Regions from separate parts of the Mus musculus genome. Here region 2 is linked to region 1. A link is a contact called in public HiChIP or PLAC-seq data. All regions are on one chromosome and are shown on one strand. The core of a region is the stretch at or near the end of the contact, and the rest is flanking DNA. Distances in the headings are between cores, read along the strand shown. Region 1 overlaps Trim29 (tripartite motif-containing 29). Region 2 overlaps Nectin1 (nectin cell adhesion molecule 1).

The links. HiChIP or PLAC-seq counts read pairs in DNA pulled down with a chosen protein or histone mark.
Region 2: a contact with region 1 is called in an H3K27ac HiChIP or PLAC-seq map of neural progenitor cells, with 8 times the contacts expected there. The contact joins two enhancer-like sites. A contact is called at or near these places in 1 of 484 Hi-C or Micro-C datasets (cerebral cortex) and 3 of 115 datasets of contacts at active chromatin or transcription factors (embryonic basal ganglia, kidney and neural progenitor cells).

What each region holds. Positions count from the first base shown.
Region 1 is chr9:43,331,033-43,333,867 of GRCm38.p6, reverse strand. Trim29 (tripartite motif-containing 29) reads right to left here. Exons shown (of 9, transcript NM_023655.2): 8 at 1,482-1,558. Among named protein-coding and RNA genes, the nearest start is that of Trim29, 22 kb to the right of the region's middle. Within about 2 kb of position 1,482, at least 37 of the 459 cell types and tissues checked have an H3K27ac peak or open chromatin away from gene starts, as enhancers often do. A contact at or near this core is called in neural progenitor cells, where this site is marked.
Region 2 is chr9:43,776,328-43,779,095 of GRCm38.p6, reverse strand. All of the region lies in intron 1 of Nectin1 (nectin cell adhesion molecule 1), which reads right to left. Gm46108 (a long non-coding RNA gene) reads left to right here. Exons shown (of 4, transcript XR_003948147.1): 2 at 277-1,744; 3 at 2,338-2,768. Among named protein-coding and RNA genes, the nearest start is that of Gm46108, 13 kb to the left of the region's middle. Within about 2 kb of position 1,480, at least 44 of the 459 cell types and tissues checked have an H3K27ac peak or open chromatin away from gene starts, as enhancers often do. A contact at or near this core is called in neural progenitor cells, where this site is marked.

The DNA.
Region 1 (2,835 bases), core at 233-2,732:
TGTCTGAGGGGCAGGGGGCGTGAGTGGGGTGCTCATTTCCATCCCTCCCTAGTTAGGGTCACCACATGTGAGAGTCACAAGGACTATGAGATCACCCAAACTGCAGAATTCATGTTAGAAATGGGGAAACTGAGGCATGGAAGATCGACTCACACAATATCACATAGGAAGCTGGTGCTGGCTGGGGCCTAGGCACAAGGCAGCCTGGCTCTCAGGCCTCCTACTGCACTGGCCTCTATCCTCCCAACACTAGGTGTCACAGTAGGACAGCACAGCCTTGTCCTGCTGGAGCCTCCGAGGCTGGAGAGCCAGGAAGGTGCATAGGAGGGAGAGGGATAACTCTCTCCCATTATCTGTTTCCCACAGTCCTGCTGCTTCAACGCCCTTGGGCCCAGCTCCGCATTACATGCAATCGCTTAGCTCTTCTCGCCCACAAATTAAAGACTTTTTTCAATTAAACCAGCCCCAGCCGCTCTTTGTAGAACAGAGTAAATCTCGTGCTCTGACCTCAAAATGCAAAAGCAGCTGAAGGGAGGGCTCTGACCCCCATCCCCCACCCCCATCTCAACAAAACCCTGGTGTTACCTGCATGGCTCACTGGATGACCTCTCAGGACCTAGCAAGCTGTTGAGAGGGAAGCATTAGGGGAAATGAAGCCTCCAGGGTGGCAGTCTGTGATCAATGCTATTCCCAGGCACGGATAAGACTGTCGGTCCACAAGGGGGGGGGGGGCACTTCGTCTCATCATCACGTTATAAGGATGAAGAGAAGGCCTGGAGAGATGGCTCGCTGGTTAAGAGCACAGACTGCTCTTCCAGTGGTCCTGAGTTCAATTCCCAGCAACCACATGGTGGCTCACAACCATCTATAATGGGATTTGGTGCCCTCTTCTGGTGTCTCTGAAGACAGTGACAGTGTACCCATAAATACAAGAATGAAGAGAGTCTTGAAAAGGGTCTGTGGTTCTGAGATGCCAGCAGATAGTCTCCGTCCCTCGGCCACATCCTCCCTCCAGTGCTGCTTTCTAATAGCCCCAGCTTAGAGTTATTAGAGAGTAAATTCTAAATATACCTTTCTAGCTTTCTAGCTCCCCGGCCCCCATACACACACCATCACCCCTAATGGCCTCAATGCTGTCAGAAATAGAAAGTAGCCCTAGGAGTGACACCCATCACAATCACATGCCTCTTGGTGACCAAGCCACCATCGATACTCAGTGATCACTTGCAAATACAAACATAGGATGCGTGTGTTACAGGTTCTAAACTGAGATCAAAGGCAGTGTGCAGTTACTGGTCCCCTGCCTGTAAGTCCATTTCTCTATCTTTGCTACATGTTGGTGTAAGGGTCACTGCTGCCTCCTATGCTCCCAGCATGGCCCAGAAAAGTCACTCTTGTCAAACAGACTCAGGAAGCCTGCTCAGTTGCCAGGTCCCTGGACATGCCTATGTTTGGCAACTCTCCCGGTACGCCGTACTCACCAGCAGAGTCTGCTTGCCAGATTTCCAAGTCTGAGGCTGGGCCTTGGGAACTTGGCTCCGGAGGAGGGAGGGAAAGCCTGGGAAGACAAAATGTTCCAGTTAGGAGGAGCCCTGGATGGCAATCAGGAAGCCCCATAGATGGAGCAGCTTCAATGCCTGCCCCAAAGTGACCCCCAAGCATCATCCAGCCCAAGGCCAAGTTCAGCCACCTGCAGAGGTGTGCAGCAGCTGGGGCAGTGCAGTTGCCAACTGGACATCCTGAGAGGCAAAGGAAGGAGACAGCAAGACAGACAGAAGAAGGAGGAGCCAGTCAGATGGATGAGGCCAGACAGCAGGAGAACGTTGTCTCCCTGTCTAGGTCTGCACTGTGCTGCCAGGATCACCACCCACTGGCCCAGAGGGCTTAACAACCATAGACCTGTCCCTTTGCCAGAGTCCAGGACAGTCATTCAGTCAGTCAGCAGCCCCTGCCAACACTGCCCAGAAGGAGGGACTCCTGGCTCTGCTGTGAGGGTCATTTATTGAGCTCCACTTGTGCCAAGCATCATGTGAGTGTCTGCCCCTGTTTGGTCCTTTCTTTTAGCTCAGCAGTTTGCCCGCAGCAAGGAGCTATCAGAACTAGAAACCAAGGCTAGCCAGACTCCAAATCCATCATTCCACTCCTTCTGCCTGGCTCTGGTTGTCTCACATCTCACCAGCAGCAGACCAGGAACCCACAGAAGGTCAGCCATTGGCCAGTGTGACTGTCACTCAAGGCTAAGACAGCCATCCCAAGGTCCCAGCAGGTGGCTCTCAGTACTTGATGAGAAGGGGGTAGCCAGAGTAAGTCTGCCTGCCTCCCCACCCTCCTTCTTAGCCCAGGCACTCTATAAAGGGCTTGACTGGGAGACGCAATGGAAAGCCTGCTCGGCAGCAGGGCAGATCACCCATGACTTGGAGAATGAGATGCTAGAGAGGTTCTCAGGGTCAGTATTTGGCAGCCACGATCCAGCGAGGCTGTGGCTGCATGCAGTGGGCCCTACCACCTGCAGAACTTCCCACTGCACTGAGCAAGAACCCCTGGAGCTGTCCCTGCACCTAGGGTGGAAGCTGCCAGAGAAAGAGAAGATTCTATGGATCCTGGGTGACAATGAAAACTGGAAGTTGAGACCTGGCCTCTCTCTTTCCAGAAAGAAAAACCCATACCAGCCATAAGAGCTAAGGGGACAGGGTGGCCCAGGAGACCAGCCTTGGCAGCAGACAGAAGTCCAAAGAGAGAGAGCCAGGATGGTGGGGACAGGGGACATGCATATCTCTCTCTCTCTCTCTCTCTTTCTCTCTCTCTCTCTCTCTCTCTCTCTCTGGAACAGGACCC
Region 2 (2,768 bases), core at 231-2,730, 450 kb before region 1:
CCTTTCAATATTAGCTTTAGGGGTCATAGCCCAACTCCCTATACACACCCACAGTAACCTCCAAACCACCCTCCCCCACCTCCTCAACACAAACCCTCACAGTCGAAGTTCTAGCCTAGATTCGTGTGAACCCAGACTACAGCAAACCAGGGTCACGACTCCAACCTGAGTGCTGACCTCTTCTGGGCTGTAATCACAGAACACCTCCAGCAGGGGATGGGGTGAGCATTCCAGCCCTGTGGTGACAGTCCCAATCTCTCTCCTTTCGGGATACAGGTTTCCCAGGCTGGGCCTGGAATGGAGGGCTTTGGAGAGTCTCTTACCTCAGCCTTCTGAAAAGTGGAGCTGGAACTACAGGTGGGTGCCCCCTTGCTGGGACTACAGGTGGGTAACCCCTTGCTGGCTGCCTTTCAACTTTTGTGGAACTTCAGGTCTAAATTCAGCCAAGCTTACTTGTCACAGGGAAGCAGGGCACTTATGACTCGCTTTGTTGTTGTTGTTGATTTTAACCTAGCAGCCTTTGTGTGGTGTGAAGACAAGCTCTTCAGAGGGTCCTGACATGGTGGGTCAGGGAGAGGGAGTGTGCTCACTGGAACACCCTGCCCCCACCTTGTGCAGGCCTGAGGCTATGTCCAGATTCTGTACAATTGTCCCTGGGTGGTCTTTCCCTCCAGCACCCAAGAGGCTAAAAATGGTAGTTAATACAGGTTTTCCTAGCTGATCTAGACTGCTTCAGTGACTTCCAGTGTCAGTGCCCGTGGCCAAGTCTCATGCCCATCCCCAAAGCTAGCCTTCCTGCCTATACACTAAGTCCTGGCATACCCAGCTCACTCAGCTGGGGTGAGGTCACTTCCCCAGGACTGGGCAGCTTCCTCTGTTTCTGGCACACGGTTGTCACTGCTCCCTTCTTCTCTCTCCACACCACTCAAACCATCACCTTACACTTGGCAAAATGCTGAGGGCACCCCTCCCTGCTGCCTCTGTAGCCTGACTTCTTCCTGTCCTGCCTGGCAGGGACACATGGGAGTGAGGAGACCAGAGAGTCAGAAAAGGCTCTGAGCCCAGCCACCACCCAGCATCCTCCCGGGCTTCCTTCCGGTTCTCCCAGCAGCGTCACAGTTTCAAGTGTGGGGTCTTTCCCACACCGACCATCCCTCTGCCCAACATGAGTCTATCAGGAGCCTCGCCCAGGCCTGCTTCTAGCTCAGACTTGTCAAGGTTTCAGGAGTCACTGGTAGGGGCTGGCATGCCAGGGCCTGTTCTCCATCCTGCCTCACAGAGGGAGCCAGCACGTAGGCACGGGGCATGGCGCCCAGCTGCGGAGATGTAGCCGGCTTCTGCGGCCACCTGCTTCCCTTGACTAACTCTCCTTCCCATCCCCTTGTCCTTCTGACCCTGCGCAGAGCGGCCCTGTCCCCCTCTGAACACCCTAAGGTTGGGCAACAACCTGAGCAACAGAAGCCTGTGTGTCCCTGAGAGGACACAAGAGGGACATGTTTCCTGCTGGGCCTCTCCTGGAGATGGCAAGTACAGTTAGCATGTGTGTGTTAGACACTGTGCCAGTCCAAAGTCTGAATGCTCATGGAGGCTAATTTGTTTCATTCTCAAAACTCCTGGGTGCTAGGTTTCATTACCATTCTCGTCTTGGAAATGAGGAATTCAGAGAGGCCAAATTCCAAGGCCAGATGATCACACAAGAACAGCCTGTCTCCAGAGGCTGTGCCTTCTATTACTGAGCCTCGTGGTATGTATGTCTTGCTCCTTCCCCTTTGGGAGGTTAAGCAGTGGTCTACAGCTTCATGACAGACACATGGAACCTGTCTGATGCAGGATGGGCGAGGAGTCCCTACTATCTAAGAAGTGCGAGCATCATCCCCTCTGCCTGTCACCCCTGGCTCTGGGAAAAGGCTGAGTCTGTCACCCTGGCCCCCAGCTCTGCTCCAGTCAGGGCTGCAGGCCAGCTGAGCCACAAGGAGACCTGACTGAGGACTCTGAACATACCTCATCTTCATTCTTCCAAGCCTGACTCTGTCTTAGATTTTTATCTTTCTGGCTCTCAGCTTCTCAACCTGGGAACTGTGTGGTGCGAGCTGTAGGGGAATGGAGGGAAAATGCTAGGCTACTTTCAGGAATCATGGAGTCGGGGGCAAGGGTGGCTACCAGGCACCCAGGAGCTTCAGAGACGAGAGTGAGTGTGTGAGTGTGTGTGTGTGTGTGTGTGTGTGTGTGTGTGTGTGTGTGTGTGTGTGTTCTTCACAGCCATCCTGGGACGGGAGCTCCCCTCAGCCTTAGACCTAGAAAGATAAGTGACTGCTAAGCTGTCTCTTCCCCAGACAGGCAGCAGAAGGTTGGGATTTCCTGTCTCACCTCACCTCAGCCCACCCTACCCTCATCAGCTCCAAAGCCAAGGAAGCCAGAAGCAAGTGGTACTCACGAGACCCCAGCCCTTCCCTGAGTAAGCCTGGATCTCCAGCTCAGCCCTCAAGGTGAGCAGGGCTCGTCCCACCTCCACCACCACCAAATGTTGGCCGGCTCCATTGCTGGCCTTCCCACCAGAGGCTGCTGGGATAGCATGCCAAATTAGCTTAATGAGTGAGGCCCCAACTTTAATTGGGGGCCCTGGCCTTGCACTGCTGACTCCTGTTTTCACTTTGAAAGCTGGGAAGGGGTGAGTTTTTCGCTCTCTCTCCCTCTCCCAGGCATTTTCACCCTGGCTAATGGTTCCTCACTCAGAAAGGCCCCTACAACTGCTAATTGGATTTAATTAC